Linked DNA regions of Sus scrofa: region 2 is linked to region 1. The links are chromatin contacts, called in public Hi-C maps. All regions are on one chromosome and are shown on one strand. Each heading gives the region's core, a stretch centred on a gene start, on an enhancer-like site or on the middle of the called end of the contact. The rest is flanking DNA. Distances are from core to core; before and after follow the strand shown.

What was found. Hi-C and Micro-C count contacts between places; a contact is called where the count stands out from the background.
Region 2: a contact with region 1 is called in a Hi-C map of embryonic fibroblasts, with 17 times the contacts expected there. The contact joins the promoter of OLFM1 here to the enhancer-like site in region 1. A contact is called at or near these places in 8 of 47 Hi-C or Micro-C datasets (embryonic fibroblasts, fetal skeletal muscle, heart right ventricle and 4 more).

Annotation. Positions count from the first base shown.
Region 1 is chr1:273,807,448-273,811,638 of Sscrofa11.1, forward strand. No RefSeq gene overlaps it. Among named protein-coding and RNA genes, the nearest start is that of RXRA, 110 kb to the left of the region's middle. Within about 2 kb of position 2,839, at least 29 of the 83 cell types and tissues checked have an H3K27ac peak or open chromatin away from gene starts, as enhancers often do. A contact at or near this core is called in fetal skeletal muscle, mesenteric adipose tissue, omental adipose tissue and 2 more, where this site is marked.
Region 2 is chr1:274,233,486-274,237,862 of Sscrofa11.1, forward strand. It overlaps OLFM1 (noelin), which reads left to right and starts at 2,756. Exons shown (of 6, transcript XM_021071662.1): 1 at 2,756-3,038. The coding sequence starts at 2,889.

The DNA of each region.
Region 1 (4,191 bases), core at 1,589-4,088:
ACCTCAAGGCCAGGCTCGGTGGCCAGTGCTGATTGGCTGAGCCCTGCCGTCTCCCTGGCAACCATCTCCAGCCCTGCCTCTCCGAGCGCCCCGCCAGCAGCCCACCGAGGCTAGACGGGCAGGTGCTGTCCCTGCGCTCCCTGACCCCGTGACTGGGAGGAGGAGCTGCCCAAGTGGCCCGAGAAGGCAGCCAGGGCCCCATACCAGCATCTCCGATTTCCTCTTGGCTAAGGGGTCCTCCTTTCCCCAAATGCTTCCTTTCGCCTATCCTGTTCCGGAAACGCAGAGTAGGAAACAGAGAGGGAAGTTTCAGAGTCAGGCGCAAAGGCAGCGGTCATCTCACCCCCGGTGAGGGGCATGTGCCCGCGCGGTGCACCTTCTGGAAGGGGGTGCGGGACCCAGGAGAGCACAGGTGGAAGGGTGGAGGTCCCCGGACGTCTGCCCCCAGCGGGTCCTGGAGGAGGTCTGGTGGGAGCCTCCTTGGCGGCCAGACCTTGTCACGTGCGAAGTGATTATGCATCTTGACCCCTCTGGACCCTGATGTGACCACCCCGTTGTCCCCAGAGCCTGCAGGAGGCCCCAGGTGGGCACCTTCCTGTTCAGAGCGAGACTAAGAGAAGGGAGGTTAGGACACCCCAGGAGCCCTGGCAGGGCATCTAGCGCCCGCGTGGAGGGGGGCGGGCAGGGCCATGGGTCCCAGCCAAGCACTGAGGAGTTGAGGTGTGGGGCAGTGGGGGACGCCTCTGGACAGCACGGGCAGAGCCGGCCTCAGGGGAGGGGCCCAGCCACACAGTGACCGGGGAAGGACATCATAGCTTCCTGCCTCCTGTCTCCAGCTCGGCCTGGCAGGCTCACCCTGAGCAGAAGGCAGCACCCACCCTGCCCGCTGTGTGTGCTGCCCGCATGAGCCTGCAGGAGCGGTCAAGGGTGTACTGGCTGACCCTGGGCTTCTCACTCCTGGGGGCTCCCTGTCTTCCCCTGGAGGAGCCCTGCTTTCTCCCCAGGGTGCCCTGAGACCCCAGTACAAGGCCAGGGGCCCAGAGGGGCTGATGACACAACACAGGGCTGGGTGTGGACTCCAGAGCAGAGAGCCGTGTTCGGGAAAATTCGCCCGTCCTCTGTATTTCAACGGGACGGCCAGGGCTCACGCTGGGGCGGGTCTGAGGCTCAGGGCCCCAGTGCCCATACGTTTACTTATTCACTCAACAAACACTGCTTGGAAACCACACGGGCCAGGCCTAGTGTTGGCTTGGGGAGAGCCGAGTCTGTCCCGGAGGCTGGAATGTGGCCTGCGTGTGACTGCAAACTGTCTCGTCGCCACATTAAAAGCCACATGAATTTCATAATATATTTTATTTAAACCAATACGTCAGACGATTATTATTTCAATATGCGAGCAATCTAAACATTATTAATGAGCTATTATGCATTTTCCTTTTGGGGGCCAAGTCTGAGAGTGGGTGTATCTTTTACACTTACGGCACACCCCCATATACAAGCCACGTTTCACACTCTCAAGAGCCACATGTGGACAGCGGCTGGCATATGAGACTGGGAAAGTCTAGAACATTCTTTTGGGGCTGCATGCGGGCAGCAGATGTGGGCTGATCGGGGCCGGGGGTGGGTGGGGAGGCCATGTTCAAGGTGCTGTGGGAAGTCACAGGAGGGAGCAGCCTGTGGGGGAAATGGCTGGAACGCTACCCGGAGGAGGTGGCGTTTGTGCTGGGCACTGAAGGGTACATAGGAGTTCTCTGGGTACACAGTAGGGAAAAGAACATTTTCTAATGTCATTGCTGGTTCCCCAGGTAGGGTCTGAAGAAAACAAGGACTTTCAGGGAACTCCTAGCAGGTGCCCCCTGAAGAACTGCTGGTTTAAATCCTCTTATTTCTGCCCGTGAGCCTGTGCCAATATTTTGCCATCTTTTAGTTACAAACACTGTGGGGTGTACAGGTTTAGCTACAAATAGCTGGGTCATAAATCTTAGCTGGATTGGCCAGGCCACTGGATGGTATTATCTGGTCCTACCACTGTTTTCTGAGGCTGTTGTGCATGTGCCTGTGCCTTCCAGAACCTTCTCTCATGTGCTGCAGGGATGAGGGGTGGGAGGATATTCTCACAACTTGTCTGTAACCAGGTCCTCCTGGGTCCCACCCCTGCGGTCTTCTTTGGTCTAACTGAAGTCTCTCTTGCTGCAGTTGGGGTCTCCGGTGAGGCTGCTTGAGTGCTGCCCAGGCTGATGGCAGGAACCGCCCGGGAAGCCGCTGTGTTCACAAAAACCTTTAGACAACGAATTGTCCAAAGCGTTTCTACAAAGAATCAAGATTAAGCCCGCCTGGGGGCGCCTGTGGAGAGGTGACCAGTGGGGGTGGCCCACGTGTGTGAGCGCGGAGCAGGGATCCCACCCGGCTCAGCCGGGGCCCCAGGCCCGCCCTCGAGCTCTGCCTGGCTCTTCCCAGGGCCACAGCCGGGCCAGGGCCCTGCATCCATGGAGAGGGGCTGTTCCTGGGGCCCTGGGGCCCCTCGGCCACGTCCCGCGGGCGTCGGGCCCCGGGGCCCGGCTGCAGCAGCGGCCGCCATCCCGCCCTGCCACGTCGCCACTTCCACCCGAGCCGGCAGGAAGCTGCGCGCTCGCTTCTCCTTTTGTCCACGTCTGGAGGGTTTGCTGTTGCAGGAAACATCTGGCCGGGGTCCAAGGAGCGGAATAAAAAGAGAGTGGGAGCGGGGGTGGGGGAGGGCCGGGCCCGGAGGTTTGGAAAAACCATCTGATTTCACTTTGCAAAGACAACTGCAATTATGCCTCTGAGGGTTTCGAAGTCACTGCCCATTCAAACCATGCGGGTGACGTCAGGGGAACCTCTGAAGCGCCTGGGGCCCGGCACACACGTCGCTGCTGCAAGAAGCAGGTCCCAGGCCGACTCGAGCCCGGGGAGCTGGAGACCTGGGGTCTTTTGCAGAAGCGGGGGGACGGGGTCCCTGGCACGGGGAGTCCTGCTTATCTGGTCTCCGCCCCGCGGCCTGAGCCAGGCGGGAGGAGGGGGCCGCCCACCAGGCTCCTCCCGAAAAGTTCAGTCTCTCCCAACCCCGCCGAGAGCCCGCTGGCCCGGATGGAAACTGCCGGGTTCCTGGGCCTGCTCCGCTTCCCTCCAGGCCTCGTCATCCACACGGAGAGGCCCCGGGTCTGGGAGGGCCCCCTGGGGCCGCGGGGCTGGCTCAAGCCCTCAGGACTCCAGCTCTTTCCACTGTCTGCCCTGAGGCCGGGGACCAGGAGCTGGGACCCTCACGGTGTCCCCAGCATCTGGCTACCGTGGGCCCTGGAGGGGAGCGAGGATGGTAGCCCACCCCTGTCCCTGGCCCCTGAGTCAGGACCCTGCTTGTCCCAGCACCTCCAGATGGGATCTCCAGGGGGCCTGTCCCTGAGCCAGGGGCCCTGAGACTGGACAGGAGCTGACGTGCCCCCCGTGGCCCCCGCACGGACTCCCCATGGACACGCCGCACACCCAGGCCTCGGGGCCAAGTTCACCACAGCCTCAGGCCCCTCCCACCCCTAGAGGCAGGGCTACCTGGGCAGGAAGGGCCTTGCCAGCCACTCCTAAAGCCCCGTCACGCACGAGCCCTGCCAACCCTGAGGAGTCACTCTGGAGGGGTCTGCACAGCTGGCCAGCGTTGTGTCTCAGGAACATTTCTTGAAATAAAACCTAGCAGAGAGCCCAGTGACAGAGCACAGATGGGGTCTCATTCCAGTGGACGGGCGTTTATCGGCGGCTGACTGGTGCCAGGGCCAGAGGCCGCCCTCCAGGGTCACCCCTGAGCAAAGCCCCCCATGGGCTCAGAGGGCCCAGCGTGAAACCAGCCGCAGCTCTCCTTTCCACTGTGCAGGTGGCCGGCGACCTCCTGGAGGACAGGGGGCTCGCAGTGGGGCCGGGCCAGAGCAGAGGGCCAGGGGTCTGCTGGGGGCCGTGGTGCCTGGCGGTGCGGCTCAGCCTGGAGGCGGCCCTCGCTGTGACCGAGGGGCAGGGGGCGGAGCCTGGCTTAGAACGGGGTTGGGGGCGAGGGGGGCTGTCTGTCCAGGAAGCGATTCGGCAGTGGCTACAGCAGAGCCTTGACCGTGGGCTGAGGCCTCCGGGGCTCTGGGGGTCTGAAGACATTTTTTCCATGGAAAGTAGCCGCTGGCCCTCGCCCAGCAGGGAGCT
Region 2 (4,377 bases), core at 1,506-4,005, 430 kb after region 1:
ATCAGCTCTTCTCCCATCCCTCCCAGTGCTTTGACCTCCTGGGGTCAGCTTCGTCCCCAGGGAGCTGTAGGAGTTCCAGGGTGCAGCCTACATTTGGCGAATGCCATGTCAGTTACCCAAAGCCGCATTTTAAAACGGCTGCTTCTCAGCCGCGTCTTAGGGGTTGCCACACGCCCTTTCTGGCGCCCCAGCAGGATTGCTAGCTCAGGAGAAATACGATAAGGGGGTTTCAAATCTCCAGGCTGCCTCTAATTGCCTGTCCCCTAGAGCGTGGAAGGCAGCCCCTCAAGCTGGGGATGGGGTGGAGGGGGGCGTCTAGCCTCTGCCAGGTCTTGGGAGCAGACTTGGGTTCATCGCTGCAAACGACCTGGTTCTCATTTCCTCTGGGGAGAAGCCCGGCTGGGTTGGCCCTCCTCTCTTTAGAGCAGCAGTTAGAAATCCCCAGGGACATGACAGCCGTGAAATCTCAAGTTCTTCAAGATCAGGAGAGGTTTTGTAAGTTCTCTGCATCTGCCCGTTTGGAGCGCACCTTCCTGGAAGGTATGGCTCTGGGTATTGGGAGCGGTTTGCACGGCCATCAGCACCTCCTCGGCATCACATCTGCGCCTCTGCATCCACAGCATCTTGGGCGTGGTCCTCAGCCAATCAGCTCTTAGGGGAGGTGACAGGGGTTGCTGGGAGCATTGAATCCCCGCTCTGCCAGGGGCTCACGCACCGGTCACTGGTGGCTCAGCTGAGGGTCTCCCCTGAGCCCCTTTGGTCTTCTGAAAAAGGGGGGTGACAGGGAGGATCCCCCTTATCTGCCACCACATCTGCTTCCACACTGAGTCACTGAGTCCTCACATGCCCCAGAAAGAACGGCTGCTCTTATGAAATGCATTTTACAGATGGGGAAACCGAGGCACAGGAGGGCTAATTGCCTCCGCCAGGACCTCACAACCAATAAGCGGCAGAAGCAGGGCTCAATCCCGGGCTGTCTGGCCCCAGAGTCTGCCCACGGAGTGACCACTCTGAGATGCCTTTCTTGGCAATGCATGTACTCAGTTGGTGGTAGCTAAGTTTTCGTTTGCACGGTGCCCGGGAATCTGCTCTATACAGTTGGTCCAACAAATAAGTGGTCAGTGTCCTTCTGCGGTGCGAAGCAGGTGTGAGTGATTTGGGTTGGCACAGCTTTCGGCCCTAAATCTGTGTTAGAGGGTCGTTGAAAGAGAAAGGAGGCGGAGCTGGGGTGACTGCCGCCCCAGCACCTGCACTCAGCGTGGACCCAGCAGAGCCTGCAGTACCCGCTCGCGCTGGGAGGTGGCGCGCTTCCCCAACCGTTGGAATTCGCTGCTTCCAGCCCAGCCGCTGCCCCAGATCCTGTGCATTAGCCAGGAAAACAAATCTGGGGGACCCTTCAGCTCAAAGGTCTCACCCCCAAGGCTCAGGCCAGGACCACCCTGGCCGTGATTGAGTCCCCTCTACAGAGGGACCCGAGCAGAGAGAGGAGCCCTGGAAGGTGCGGTCCAGCTTGACCGGAGGAAGGCTAGCTCCTTCGTGCTGACGTCCACCCTCAGTCCCCATCCGGGAAGGGAGATGAATTTTCTCCCAGGCAGAGAAGAGGGCAGTGAGTGAGGTGGGGGTTCTCTACTCCCCAAATGGCTGGGAAGGTTTAACGGGGGCCTGGAGGACGTGCATCTTCCATCTCCCGTGAGAAGAGCCTCCTGCACATTCTAAAACCCTATCAAGGGGTTTGACCCAGTCAGGCCTGCACTTCCAAGAGACTCACACGTGTCCTGGCGCTGATGCTGTCCAGGGCTGGGGGCTCGTGCCAGCCCGCGCTAGCTCTCTGCCTGGGCACCAGGAGCCCCCGCGGGAGCCGGAGGACACTCACCCCTGCTCCCCAGCCACAGACCCCAGGTCCCTGACCTGGGCCCCACCTGCACCACTCTTGTCCTGGGTGTGGCCGCTTTAGCAATCCTGCCGGCAGGTGGGAACCCCAAACCCAGACCCAGCTCCTGCACCACTCCAGCAGGTCTGCACCCAGGAGCCCGCACTGGGCAGTGCTTCCACTGCCAGCAAAGACCCAGGGGCTCCTGGCTGTCCCCGGCTCCCTGAAGGGCCTTTTCCCTCTCCCTGACCCCCTCCCGCAACCCTGGAGCTGGAGAGCCCCCCAGGGGCTGCTTTTGGAGCTGGGCTCCAGCTCGCCTTCCAGGCTGGGTTTCAGGGCGCTGCCCGGCTGTCAGGAGCGAGGAGCCACCGCAGGATAGGTCCTCAGCAGCCACGAAGCGAGCCCTGTGGGGTCTCAGAGGGGCGCCCGCCCTGGCTCGCTGGCGGCCTTGAGGGTGGGAGGGCAGCGGCCAGCTGGTGCGCTAAGGCCGCTGCCATCTGCGCGGGCGGATTTTGATGAGTTGAGGGGCGGTGGTCTGTCTTTCTTCCCGGGTCACCCCCTCCCAACTCCTCGGCGGCAGGGCTCTGCAGACGTCGCCGGCAGCAGCCAGGGGGCGGCGGGGAGCCGGAGTGGAGAGGAAAAATCCACCCATTTCCTGGGCAGATTGCGTCGGCCGCCGCCCGGCAGTGTCCCCGCCTCCCGGCCGCGGCCCCCGCGCGCGCAGCCAGCGCGGCGCTCAGAGCCGGAGCCGGAGCCGGAGCCGGCGGCCCTTCCCGGCGGCGGGCGGCAGCGGACGGGGGCCAGCGGCGGGGCGGCCACTCTCCCGGGCGCCCGGGGCGGCGCGACCATGGCCGGGACGCGCGGGGCGGCGGCGGCGGCGGGCGGGCGGCGGCGGGCCGAGGGGGCGCGGGGACACGGCCGGGCGCCCCTGCCCGCCGCGGTGCCCGCCGCCTGAAGGCTGCCCGGGGCGCGGAGCCGGCGCCGGCGCGGCGCGGGCGCAGGAGGCACTCGAGGCGCGATGTCGGTGCCGCTGCTCAAGATCGGGGTTGTGCTCAGCACCATGGCCATGATCACCAACTGGATGTCCCAGACGCTGCCCTCGCTGGTGGGCCTCAACACCACCAAGCTCTCGGCGGCCAGCGGCGGGACGCTGGACCGCAGCACCGGCGTAAGTGCGCCCGCCGCCCGCCCTGGCGGGGCCTCCTCCCCGCCCCCTCCCGGTCCCCAGCCCCGGGCGCGCGCCGCGCGGGGAGCAGGGCGCAGGGCAAGGGCACGCGCGGGGGGACCCGCGGTGGCTCCTGCGCGCTGCGGCGGCGACCCTGCTCCCTCCGGCCCCAGCGCCCTCCTCTCCTCGGGTCGAGGTCCCCTCCAGGCGATGCTTCCTGCCTCTGCCGGGTGCCCTGTCGGGGCCAGGGAGCCTGCCAGGGACGCCGAGGCTCGGAGTCCTCATTCAGCTAGCAAGCCCCCGTTGATGGGGTGAGGAAGCTGAGGCAGGGGTCTTGGGGACTTACCCAAGGTCACTCGGCAGGTAAGGGGTGGAGACGCCGTCCGCCCCAGTGTCGCTGGGTCCAGCCTGGGCTCGGAAGTGAGCCCGCCCTACTTTGCAAAAGGCGACTGGACCGGCAGGAGTGGGGCCCCGGCGCGCGGGAGCTCCTGCCCTCAAAGTCCCTGAGCGCCTTTCCCGCCCCATCCCCTTGCCGAGGGCCACCGGTCCGCGGCCCGCCAGGGTGCAGAGGCTCGGGCGGGGCCGGGGAGGCACAGCTGTGCAGCTCGCCCCTCACCTTCTGCGCCCCCTCCCACTCTATCCCCCTAATGCTTCTCCTCCCTCTCCAAGCCTTAGGGGAGGGGGCAAGAGCCAGGGCCTCCGCTGGGCTGCGCGGACCTAGGTGGAGGCTGGAGCCACCCCCCTCGGTGGCAGGGCGGGTGGGGGCGGAAGGGGCGAGCCCCAGGCGGGCTCCCTCTTGGCTAAAAGGAGAGGTGAAGGACACGCAGCTTCCCACTGGGTTTTGGCGGTCAAGGGCGCGGCGCTCCGGGAGGAGGCATCCTGGTGGCCCTTCCTGAGACCTTCATCCCTCCGGCACCTGCTCTTTCAAGAACTGCATGCAGCGTTTTCTTCCAAACGACTTTGTTTCTGCTCTGGGTCCTGAGCTCCTGGGGTTGGAAATGAATGAAATGAAATGCGTCTCCTATGGACTCCCTGCGCCTAACTTCTCCCCATCTCCACACTAAAAATAGCAGGGAGGTGACCTGAGGCCCCTGGGCAGGCTGCAGAGTCTGTGCTCAGGGAGTGTTTCGGGCCATCGTGTCTGCCGCGTGTACCTGGTGGTCCAGACCACCTGAGCTGGGCTGCAAGGTGACACCAGCCATATCCCCATGTCAGCAGCCATGCCCAGCTGAGGTTTCGTGATGGGCACACCTCAGGACTGAGGTTGGGTGTGACCCCTGCACACCTCAGGACTGAGTTACTGGTGGCATCCGCCAAATGGCTCGTGGGTGGCAGCCTGCGC